Regions from separate parts of the Pan troglodytes genome. Here regions 1 and 2 are each linked to region 3. A link is a contact called in public HiChIP or PLAC-seq data. All regions are on one chromosome and are shown on one strand. The core of a region is the stretch at or near the end of the contact, and the rest is flanking DNA. Distances in the headings are between cores, read along the strand shown. Region 1 holds the start of SESN2 (sestrin 2). Region 2 holds the start of ATP5IF1 (ATP synthase inhibitory factor subunit 1). Region 3 holds the start of SNHG3 (small nucleolar RNA host gene 3 (non-protein coding)).

Evidence for each region. HiChIP or PLAC-seq counts read pairs in DNA pulled down with a chosen protein or histone mark.
Region 1: an H3K4me3 HiChIP or PLAC-seq map of stem cell-derived excitatory neurons shows a contact between it and region 3, with 5 times the contacts expected there. The contact joins the promoter of SESN2 here to the promoter of SNHG3 in region 3. A contact is called at or near these places in 1 of 7 Hi-C or Micro-C datasets (stem cell-derived neural progenitor cells) and 1 of 1 datasets of contacts at active chromatin or transcription factors (stem cell-derived excitatory neurons).
Region 2: a contact with region 3 is called in an H3K4me3 HiChIP or PLAC-seq map of stem cell-derived excitatory neurons, with 3 times the contacts expected there. The contact joins the promoter of ATP5IF1 here to the promoter of SNHG3 in region 3. A contact is called at or near these places in 1 of 7 Hi-C or Micro-C datasets (stem cell-derived neural progenitor cells) and 1 of 1 datasets of contacts at active chromatin or transcription factors (stem cell-derived excitatory neurons).

Annotation. Positions count from the first base shown.
Region 1 is chr1:202,733,539-202,736,728 of NHGRI_mPanTro3-v2.0_pri, reverse strand. SESN2 (sestrin 2) reads left to right here and starts at 1,320. Exons shown (of 10, transcript XM_016957397.4): 1 at 1,320-1,810. The coding sequence starts at 1,721.
Region 2 is chr1:202,756,767-202,759,962 of NHGRI_mPanTro3-v2.0_pri, reverse strand. It overlaps ATP5IF1 (ATP synthase inhibitory factor subunit 1), which reads left to right and starts at 1,477. Exons shown (of 3, transcript XM_003338984.7): 1 at 1,477-1,714; 2 at 1,805-1,896. The coding sequence starts at 1,628. DNAJC8 (DnaJ heat shock protein family (Hsp40) member C8) reads right to left here and starts at 1,959. Exons shown (of 11, transcript NM_001279783.1): 1 at 1,777-1,959.
Region 3 is chr1:202,477,790-202,480,803 of NHGRI_mPanTro3-v2.0_pri, reverse strand. It overlaps SNHG3 (small nucleolar RNA host gene 3 (non-protein coding)), which reads left to right and starts at 1,616. Exons shown (of 3, transcript NR_038066.1): 1 at 1,616-1,708. It overlaps LOC112207094 (small nucleolar RNA SNORA73 family), which reads left to right and starts at 2,977; the gene lies at 2,977-3,014.

The DNA of each region.
Region 1 (3,190 bases), core at 71-2,570, 260 kb before region 3:
GATAAAACATGTACATATAAAATTACAATACAAGGCAGAATGTGGCTGGACATGGTGGCTCATGCCTATAATCCTAGCACTTTGGGAGGCTGAGGTGAGAGAATCGCTTGAGCTCAGGAGTTTGAGACCAGCCTGGGCAACATATGGAGACCCTGTCTCTATTTATTAAAAAACAAAAAACAAAAACACAAAAAAAACTAGGTAGAATGTGATACATGTGAAAAGAGATCCAGCTCAAGTGCCTTGGGAGCTCAAGGGAGGGTGAGATTAATCGCTTTTTCCCAAGAATCTGGAGGCAGGAAACCAAGTCGGTTTCATCTTTGGAATTGTAAGCTTAGACTTAGAAGTCTCAGAGGGGGACTTGGGGGTCTTATCCACCCTCACCCCTGGCAGGATTCCCTGTCTAGAATAAACAATAACTTTAAAATGGAAACAAAAAAAGGAGCTCTGAAGGAAAACTGTGAAGGAAGAGGCTCCGTTTGAAATGAATAGAAAATGAATTTAGCTTGGAGGTGCTGAGGTGTTGGTAGAGGCAACTTTCTGGCAAGAGGCGAGTTGAAGGCCAGGAAGTGGATGAGATCAGGGAGAGTGTCTGGAGGGAAGAGGGGTAAAAACAGAAACTGGGGAAGCACCCACGTTTTAGGAAGTGGGTGGTGAAAGAGGAGTCAGAGAAGGCCAGAGGGAGAGGTGAGCAAAGATCCAGCAGAACACCTTGTTACAAAGTTTCGAGGAGGGTGGCAGGGGTGGAAGCCAGGACGGGTAGCAGAAGGAAGAAAACTTCCAGCAATAGGGATTGAGGTTCCACACGAAGTTACCAATGACATTTCAAGGAATGAAGGCTTTTCCTGAGGCTCCACAAATAAGGTGAATTCCCTGTGTCTCGCATCTTTGGAGCTTCCCCGAGGCCAGAGGGAGCAGGGTTGTGCCCTCTGACCTCTAAATATCTGGGGTTCAGTTCTATAATTAGCAGCACCGGATAGGACGCGAGCCAAACCTCTCTTAACCCTAGCCAGTCCCTCCAGGAACTGAAAAGATGAAGAATTCATTTAGGAGATTTCACACTCGGCTGTTTGGCCTAGCCCAGTGAAGTCCCTTTTCATCACGCAACCCTAATGACTCTTCGGGCTGTCACTGCCGTCTGGTGTTGCCAGGGATCTGACTAAACCGTCTTGCAAAAGTTTGCAGCATTCACCCGAGGCGGACTACAACTCCCAGAATTCCGGGCGCTCCCCGGTGCTGATTGGCGGAGCCCGTGACTCCAGGGGGCGGAGTTTCCCCCGCCTCCCCGGGGAAACAGACCTCTGATTGGCTGGACCGCCGGGCTTTTGTGTCCCCGCCCTCCCCCGGGGACCGCAGCGGGCTGAACTGCTGGTGTCAGAGCCCGGCGAGCGCTGGCAGTTCCGCGGCGGGGATGCTGAGGAGCGCTGGGTCCGCGAGCAGCCCTGGCCCCTGCGGACTTCCGAGGCCGTGAAAACCCCTGCGCTGCGGCCCTTCCCAGGCCCCCGAGGCCGTTCGCCGTTCCCGAAGCCCGACTGGGGGAAGAGTCCAGCACCAAAGCGGCCGTTCTCGGATTCCGGAGCGTTCTGGAGCCCCGAGAGACGCCCCGGGGTTCTAGAAGCTCCCCGGCGGCGCCCAGTCCCGGCTTCCTTCGGGCGTCCCTCCGAAACCCACTCGGGTGCACGGGTCGTCGGCGAGCCGCGACCGGGTCCTGGCGCGCACCATGATCGTGGCGGACTCCGAGTGCCGCGCAGAGCTCAAGGACTACCTGCGGTTCGCCCCGGGCGGCGTCGGCGACTCGGGCCCCGGAGAGGTAAGCGGCGGCCGCGCGACGCCCCTCTTCCCTGGAACCCCGAACCGCGTCTGAGCCTCAGGCTGTCCTGAGCTGAGTCGGTGTGTCCTGGGCTCGGGGAGGGAAAGCCGAGCGCGTAACCCGGGACCCGGGTTGCATCAACTGGCAGCCGCGGCCCTCGGCACCCCTCCCCCCCTCTGTCTCCCCTCTCCCTCCTTCTCCTTCTCCCTCTCCCCCTCCTCCCTCCCTCTCCCCCTCTGCCTCACCGCCCCCCCCACAAGGGCCGCGGATCCTTCCTCGGCTCCCTCGGACTCCTGGCCAATGAGGGAGAAGCCTTCTGGAGGCTCTCCGAGCTTTGGGCTCCTGAGCGTCTTCAAGTCCAGGCAAATCCCGGCCGGAGCGGCCAGACCACTCCTCCTCCCCGCCCCCTTCCGCGGAGTCTCTTCCTCTTCGTGGGGGCCGGCGGGCAGAGGACCCTTCCTGGGGTGTCTCCCGGCTCCTGTCCCCCAGCGCGGGGCGTAGGCACCTGGGACTGGCCAGTGAAAGTTGACCTCATCCCATGTCCCCCGCACTCCTGCTTTGGAGGGAGAGCGCAGGGGCTCTGGGGGCTTGGCGGGCCGCCCGGTACGCGGCAGCGGCGGCAGCCAAAGCTGGGGGGAGAGGGGACAACCCCGGTCGCGGCTTCCGAAGCCAAGCGCGGATTAGGCTGCGCCCTGCTAAGTAAGTGGTCTGAAGGCCCAGAAGTTTGTTTTCCAGAAATTCCTCCCCCACCCTCCCTTCGCGCCGCTCCCCTCCACCCCCCCCCCGCCCCCCCCCGCATTCGCATCCCGGCATAGCCCGCAGGGGCTTTGCAGGGAGACCGGGAATTAGGCTGGACCTAACCAGACTGACAGTTCGCACTCCCCCACCACTACCAGCAGCAGCGATAATGGACATCTTATCATTTATTATGCACCTACTAGATACCAGGCTCTGAGTTTTTTTCGCCTTTAACCTAAGTCCTCAGGACTAAACCAGCAATACAAGCTACGCTATAGCCCCATTTTACAGGAAGAACATTGAGGCCCACGATGGGCTCAGAAAGAGGCTTTCTTCATTAACCCCACTGAATATCTTGTTCTTTGGCCTTATGATTTCTGAGATTGCACGGCACTAGGAGCTTCTAGTTGCTTTAGTTTACAGGCCTAGAGTGTAGTGGAAGTTGTATTCTGGACCTGGGATTTGGTGGAGTGCTATGACCCCAAGAAAATCCCTGCTCTTCTCTTAGTAACGTGGTTTCTGGGGATCCTACCTCCGTCGGTGTATGGTTTGTGCCCTGGTTTTTGTTAGCTTGCTTACCCTTCTCTGCCGTGATTTAGGAGCGCCATGTGGAGGAATGGCTCTTCTCCTGCAGCTTCTCAG
Region 2 (3,196 bases), core at 228-2,727, 280 kb before region 3:
AACTTCATGAGAGTAAAGACTACTGTTGTCTTGTTCATATTCATTATATGGATGAAGGGAGGTTAAGGTCAAGCTTTCCCTAGACTCCTAATTATCCTTTTTTTTTTTTTTTGAGACAGAGTTTCGCTCTTGTTACCCAGGCTGCAGTGCAATAGCGTGATCTCAGCTCACCGCAACCTCAGCCTCCCGGGTTCAAGCATTCTCCTGCCTCAGCCTCCCAAGTAGCTGGGATTACAGGCATGTGCCACCACGCCTAGCTAATTTATTTTTTATTTTTATTTATTTATTTTTGAGACAGTTTCTCTCTTGTTGACCAGGCTGGAGTGCAGTGGCGTGATCTCAGCTCACTGCACCCCCTGCCTCTCAGGTTCAAGCGATTCTCCTGCCTCAGCCTCCCGAGTAGCTGGGATTACAGATATGCGCCACCATGCCCAGCTAATTTTTCATATTTTTTTTTAGTAGAGATGGCGTTTCTCCATGTTGGTCAGGCTGGTCTCGAATTCCCAACCTCAGGTGATCTGCCCGCCTCGGCCTCCCAAAGTGCTGGGATTACAGGTGTGAGCCACCGCACCTGGCCTGCTCTTTTCTACTGCATTGCACCACATTGCCAAAAGTGCAGTTATTAAGCCCATTCAACAATATGTTGCTAACGAAAAAAACAAACTAAAATATTTTTAAAAGGTTTATTCTGAGCCAAGATGAGTGACCATAGCTTGGGGAAACACAGCCTCAAGAGGTCCTAGGAAACTGTGCCTGAGGTGGTCAAGTTATAATTTGGGTTTTCTTTTTTTTGTTTGTTTTGAGACGGAGTCTCGCTTTGTCACCAGGCTGGAGTGCAGTTGCGCAATCTCGGCTCACTGCAACCTCCGCCTCCCGGGTTCAAGCCAATTCTCCTGTCTCGGCCTCCTGAGTAGCTGCGATTACAGTCGCGTGCCACCACACCCGGCTGATTTTTGTATTTTTAGTAGAGACGGGGTTTCTCCATGTTGGCCAGGCTGGTCTCGAACTCCGGACCTCAGGTGATCCACCCACTTCGGCCTCCCAAAGTGTTGGGATTACAGGCGTGAGCCACCGCGCCCAGCCAGAACACTGCCACTTCTCATAACAAATGAGCGCGATTTATGTATATCTAAGCCAGGGCACATTGGACGTCGGTATCCTGGACATCAGCATCCTGGACACAGCTCCCAAACCCCGAATTCCCCCATTTTATTGATGCTAGCAGGCCAGGGAAGGGAAAACTTCCTTTGAGCTTTGAATAATAACGACTTTAGAATTGAAATCGTGGGCTGGAGGTGGACGCCACGCCTCATTCTGATGGGTCCAAGAGCCGAAATTTCGGCTTCCGTCACTCTCCTCACTCAGCTCTCCAAACTCCTCCATCATTCCTCTTTCCAGTCCTTTGGCCCTAAGCCCTTGCTAGCGGTTGGCTAAGAATAAACCCGTCTCTTGCTCGGGATTCGCTGTGAGCTCCGGGAAGCCCGCCTCCGCTCTCCCGTGATTCGCTATTCCTGTGTTCATCCGCCCCTGCGTCGACCAGATTGAGTGCTTGGCCGTCCCTGCCATTAGCGCGTAACGAGAGACTGCTTGCTGCGGCAGAGACGCCAGAGGTGCAGCTCCAGCAGCAATGGCAGTGACGGCGTTGGCGGCGCGGACGTGGCTTGGCGTGTGGGGCGTGAGGACCATGCAAGCCCGAGGCTTCGGCTCGGATCAGGTACGCTGCGGCAGTGTCCGCTGCTCCAGCCCCGCGGGCGGATCCCATCTTTGCTTCCGTACCTTTACCAGTGTCCCTGTCTCTCTGCAGTCCGAGAATGTCGACCGGGGCGCGGGCTCCATCCGGGAAGCCGGTGGGGCCTTCGGAAAGAGAGAGCAGGCTGAAGAGGAACGATATTTCCGGTGAGGCTCACCGGGTCCCAAGTCCAGCCCTAGATCTCCCAAGGGCCTTCCAATCCTTAAACTGCCAATCGCCCCACCCGTTCCTACCTGGTGCCTTGGGCGCCCCATCCCCCAACAGAACTCCCGGGCCCCAATCCAGTATACCCTAACCCTTGATGTCCCGACCGTTGCCACGTATAGGGCACTCCCAGTTCCCTGCACAACAGTTTCAGGCCCCCAAACCATTTCCACCGGCGGGTCTCCAAAACAACCCACGGCTCAACTCCTCCTTCATCATTACCATCTCCCGCGTGGAGTTCTCCTCAGGTCGTGCGAAACACCCCCAGATTCTTCGCACAGTGTCTAGATCCGACCGTCCAACGTTTGCCTCCCAGCCTGACTCCCTCGGCCCTTACCCACCTGTCACCCCCTCTACGCTCTCCTTCCTCGCCAGCACGCCTTAGCTTTGCAAGCCTGCATGCATTCAGGCTTCTCAGGTGTTTCTAGACCCCTGACTCCGCAAGGGTGAGGATGATGGGAGCTGGTCATGGGAGCTACTTATGGTTGGACACCATCTTCTAAAGGCTTTTGCCCTACTCAGCCCAGCCTAGACCTGTAGATTTCCCTCTCCTGCTTAGGAGTATGGAGTGGGCTGGGCCTCCCTTTGCCAGCCCTGAGTTATCTTTAACTGACTTCTGTCCACTCTGGAGAGCAGTGAGGAATTAATCTTGCTTTTGCTTGTCCTTTGGCCTTTCACTTCTGCCTTCTGTTGAGAATTATCACCATGACACCTGCCATACCGTATAGAGAGCCAAGGTACAGCCGTTAGAGACTATCTAATTGAGCCCCTACATTTTGTAGTTAAGGAAAACTGAGGCCTAAATGTGACCAAACCAACATTGTAATCCAGTCCCTTCTTGGAACCTAAATTGAACTGCCAAGTACTGCGCATGCAAGAGACCCTTTATTGGCCTTACAGTGGGCCATTCATTTCTATAGGCAAAGAAAGCTCTAGACAGATTGGAATAGGAAATGGATATTTGCCTTTTAGCTACACCCCTTTGTCTGTCTTCCTCATTTTGTTCCTTTTCTTTTCCCTAAAGGGGAGTCAAGTTCCCTGGGTTGTTCCCCTCATAAGGTATTAGGGACTTGTGTCACATCTCTCTGGAGTTTTCTATTTTAAAGAGGAATCTGAAAGCAATAAGCTCTTTGGTCTTCTTAAGATGGCTACACCTCAATTTAAGATGGGGTATTCTTTCACTAGTTGAGGAGTAGAAGAGGATGACCAGCTAGACTCCCATGGAATTGGGACTCCTATTCC
Region 3 (3,014 bases), core at 367-2,866:
TAGCCAACGTTTTTCCACCTTACACCACACTAAAAATTCCATCATATTTGCAACATTTCATATGTATATATATCGTAAGCATTCTTTACTTGCCTACTTCATATTCGGAGGGTTTTGTGTGTGGTAAAATATACATAAAACTTGCCATTTTTAACTAGTTTAAAATGTGTAGGGGGCCGGGTGCGGTGGCTCCCGCCTGTAATCCCAGTACTTTGGGAGGCCAAGGCGGGCATCACTTGAGGTGAGGAGTTCGAGAGCAGCCTGGCCAACATGGTGAAACCCCCGTCTCTACTAAAAATACAAAAATTAGCCGGGCATGGTGGCATGCCTATAGTCCCAGCTACTCGGGAGGCTGAGGCAGGAGAACTGCTTGAACCTGGGAGGTGGAGGTTGCAGTGAGCCGAGATCACACCACTTCCTTCCAGCCTGGGCGACAGAGCGAGACTCCGTCTCAAAAAAAAAAAAAAAAAAAAGTCCAGGTGCGCTGGCTCATGCCTGTAATCTCAGCACTTTGGAGGCCGAGGCGGGTGGATTGCTTGAGGTCAGGAGTTCGAGACCAGCCTGGCCAAGATGGTGAAACCCCGTCTTGCTAAAAATACAAAAATTAGCCAGGCACGGTGGCGGGCGCCTGTAATCCCAGCTACTGGGGAGGCCGAGGCAGGAGAATCGCTTGAACCCGGGAGGCGGGGGTTGCAGTGAGCCGAGACCACGCCATTCCACTCTAGCCTGGGTGACAGAGCAAAACTCCATCTCGAAAAAAAAAGAAAGAGTATAGGGCAGTGCTTTTAATTACATTCATTCACACTGTTGTGCAATGGAGTTTTTTATTTTTTATTTTTATTTATTTTTATCCGCGCCAGGCCTGGAGTTTTTAAACTTTTATCTGATTCGTCTAGGGGCACTTTCATCTTATTTACCTTCACATTTATCAAATTATTCCTTTCACAGGTGACAGAGCAGATTCAATTCCTTTTGATACTCCGTATTTCTCTATATGTATTTTTTTCCATTCTGCATTCTTATTATTCCAACGTTTTACTTATTTATTTATTTGGAGAGAGAGTTTCGCTCTGTCGACCAGGATGGAATGCATCGGCGCGATCTCGGCTCACTGCAACCACCGCCTCCCAGGTTCAAACGATTCTCATGCTTCAGCCTCCCGAGTAGCTGGGACTGGAGGTGCGCGGCACCATGCCCGGCTTATGTTTTGTATTTTTTGTAGAGACGGGGTTTCGCCATGATGCCCAGGCCGGTCTCGAACTCCTGGCCTCGAGCGATCCGCCCCTCACGGCCTTCAGAGCTGCTGTAATCACAGGCGTGAGCCACCGCGTTCGACTCTTCCAAAAACTTTTTGGCCAGTTTATCTAAGGGCATATCCTACAGACTGAGTCCAGTGATTGCACAGAAGTACACGTCCTCTGCAGCTACATACCTACAAACCTATTTCTGTAACGTACATTCCCCAGCAAGGTCCCGCGGGAAGGATCCACTACCGCGAGAGGCCTCCCAGCCAGGAAGGGGTGGGGCTCAATCTGCAGTAGATTCCCAGAAGCCTCAGTGAGTTTCTGATTCTCTAACTGCGCATGCTTCTGCGCACGCGCAATAGACATTCCAGGACTTCCGGGCACTTCGTAAGGTTTAAATAAGGATGCTTCGCGTTCGCTCTCCCTCTTGGAGACAGATTCGCAGTGGTCGCTTCTTCTCCTTGGTAAGTGTGATCAGATGCTTGCCACCGGAGTTATGGGTCTAATGCTATAGATCAGTAGCCGAGCTTCCCTAGGAGGATCATATAGTATTTTATTTACTTACTTTTTTTTTTTTTTTTGAGACGGAGTCGGTTTGTCACGCAGGCTGGACTGCAGTGCTCGTTGCAACCTCCGCCTGCCGGGTTCTAGCGATTCTCGTGCCTCAGCCTCTCCAGCAGCTGGAATTACAGGCACGTGCCACCACGCCCGGCCAATTTTTGTATTCTTAGTGGAGACGGGGTTTCGCTATGTTGGTCAGGCTGGTTTTGAACTCCTGATCTCCGGTGATCCACCACCCTCGGCCTTCCAAAGTGCTGGGATTACAGGCGTGAGACACCGCGCCTGGCCGGAAATCATGTAATTTAAAACTATATATGGGTGTCTTAGGCGGCATCCGTCCCAACTCTAAAGTACGCGTTAGACGGTCCTGGGCCAGAAGTGGGCCATGGAGACCTCGGGACCCGCAGGGCTGCCGCCCGACCCGGCGACCCTCTGAAGGTGCACCGCCACCCCCATTGTTTATCTTACTGCCTCATAGTAGGCACATTGTCGTTCTCAATAGAATTGCACAGTTTTATTCTGGATCCCCATTTGCCTTTAAGAATTTTCTCAATTTTTCTTTTTCTTTATTTGATCGTACCACTGCAACCTCCGCCTGCTGGGCTCCAGCATTTCTCCTGCCGCAGCCTCCCGAGTAGCTGGCACTACAGGCGTGTACCACCACGCCTGGCTTATTTTTGTATTTTTAGTAGAGACGGGATTTCACCATGTTGGCCAGGCTGGTCTCCAACTCCTGACCTTGTGGTCCGCCACGCCAGGCCGAAGATTTTCATAATTTGGAAGCATTACGTTTCGTAATTATGCTTTCTCGTATTTTTGTGATTTGGGTCATTTTTATTTTTATATTTTTAGGATTACAGGCGTGAGCCATCGTGCCTCGCCGATTTGGGGGTAATTAACAAGTCCACGTGTTTCATTTGAATTTAGGATAGCTGGGCCTAATTGTTGTCTTTGCTTCTGCGGTACCTTCCGCATCGTACTAACCGCCTATTGTAAAGTAATTAGAATAGCTGAATATGCATGTTACCAGTCTAGAAACCGATTTTTTTTTAACACCCCACTGTGGACAGGGTGGAAACTCGTTTGCTTTCTTGTTTAAGATCTGTAGTAACATGAATGGATGAAATTGTTTCCTATTAGATTCTGTAAATTTATGCGTTACACTGATTGTCCAACGTGGATACACCCGGGAGGTCACTCTCCCCGGGC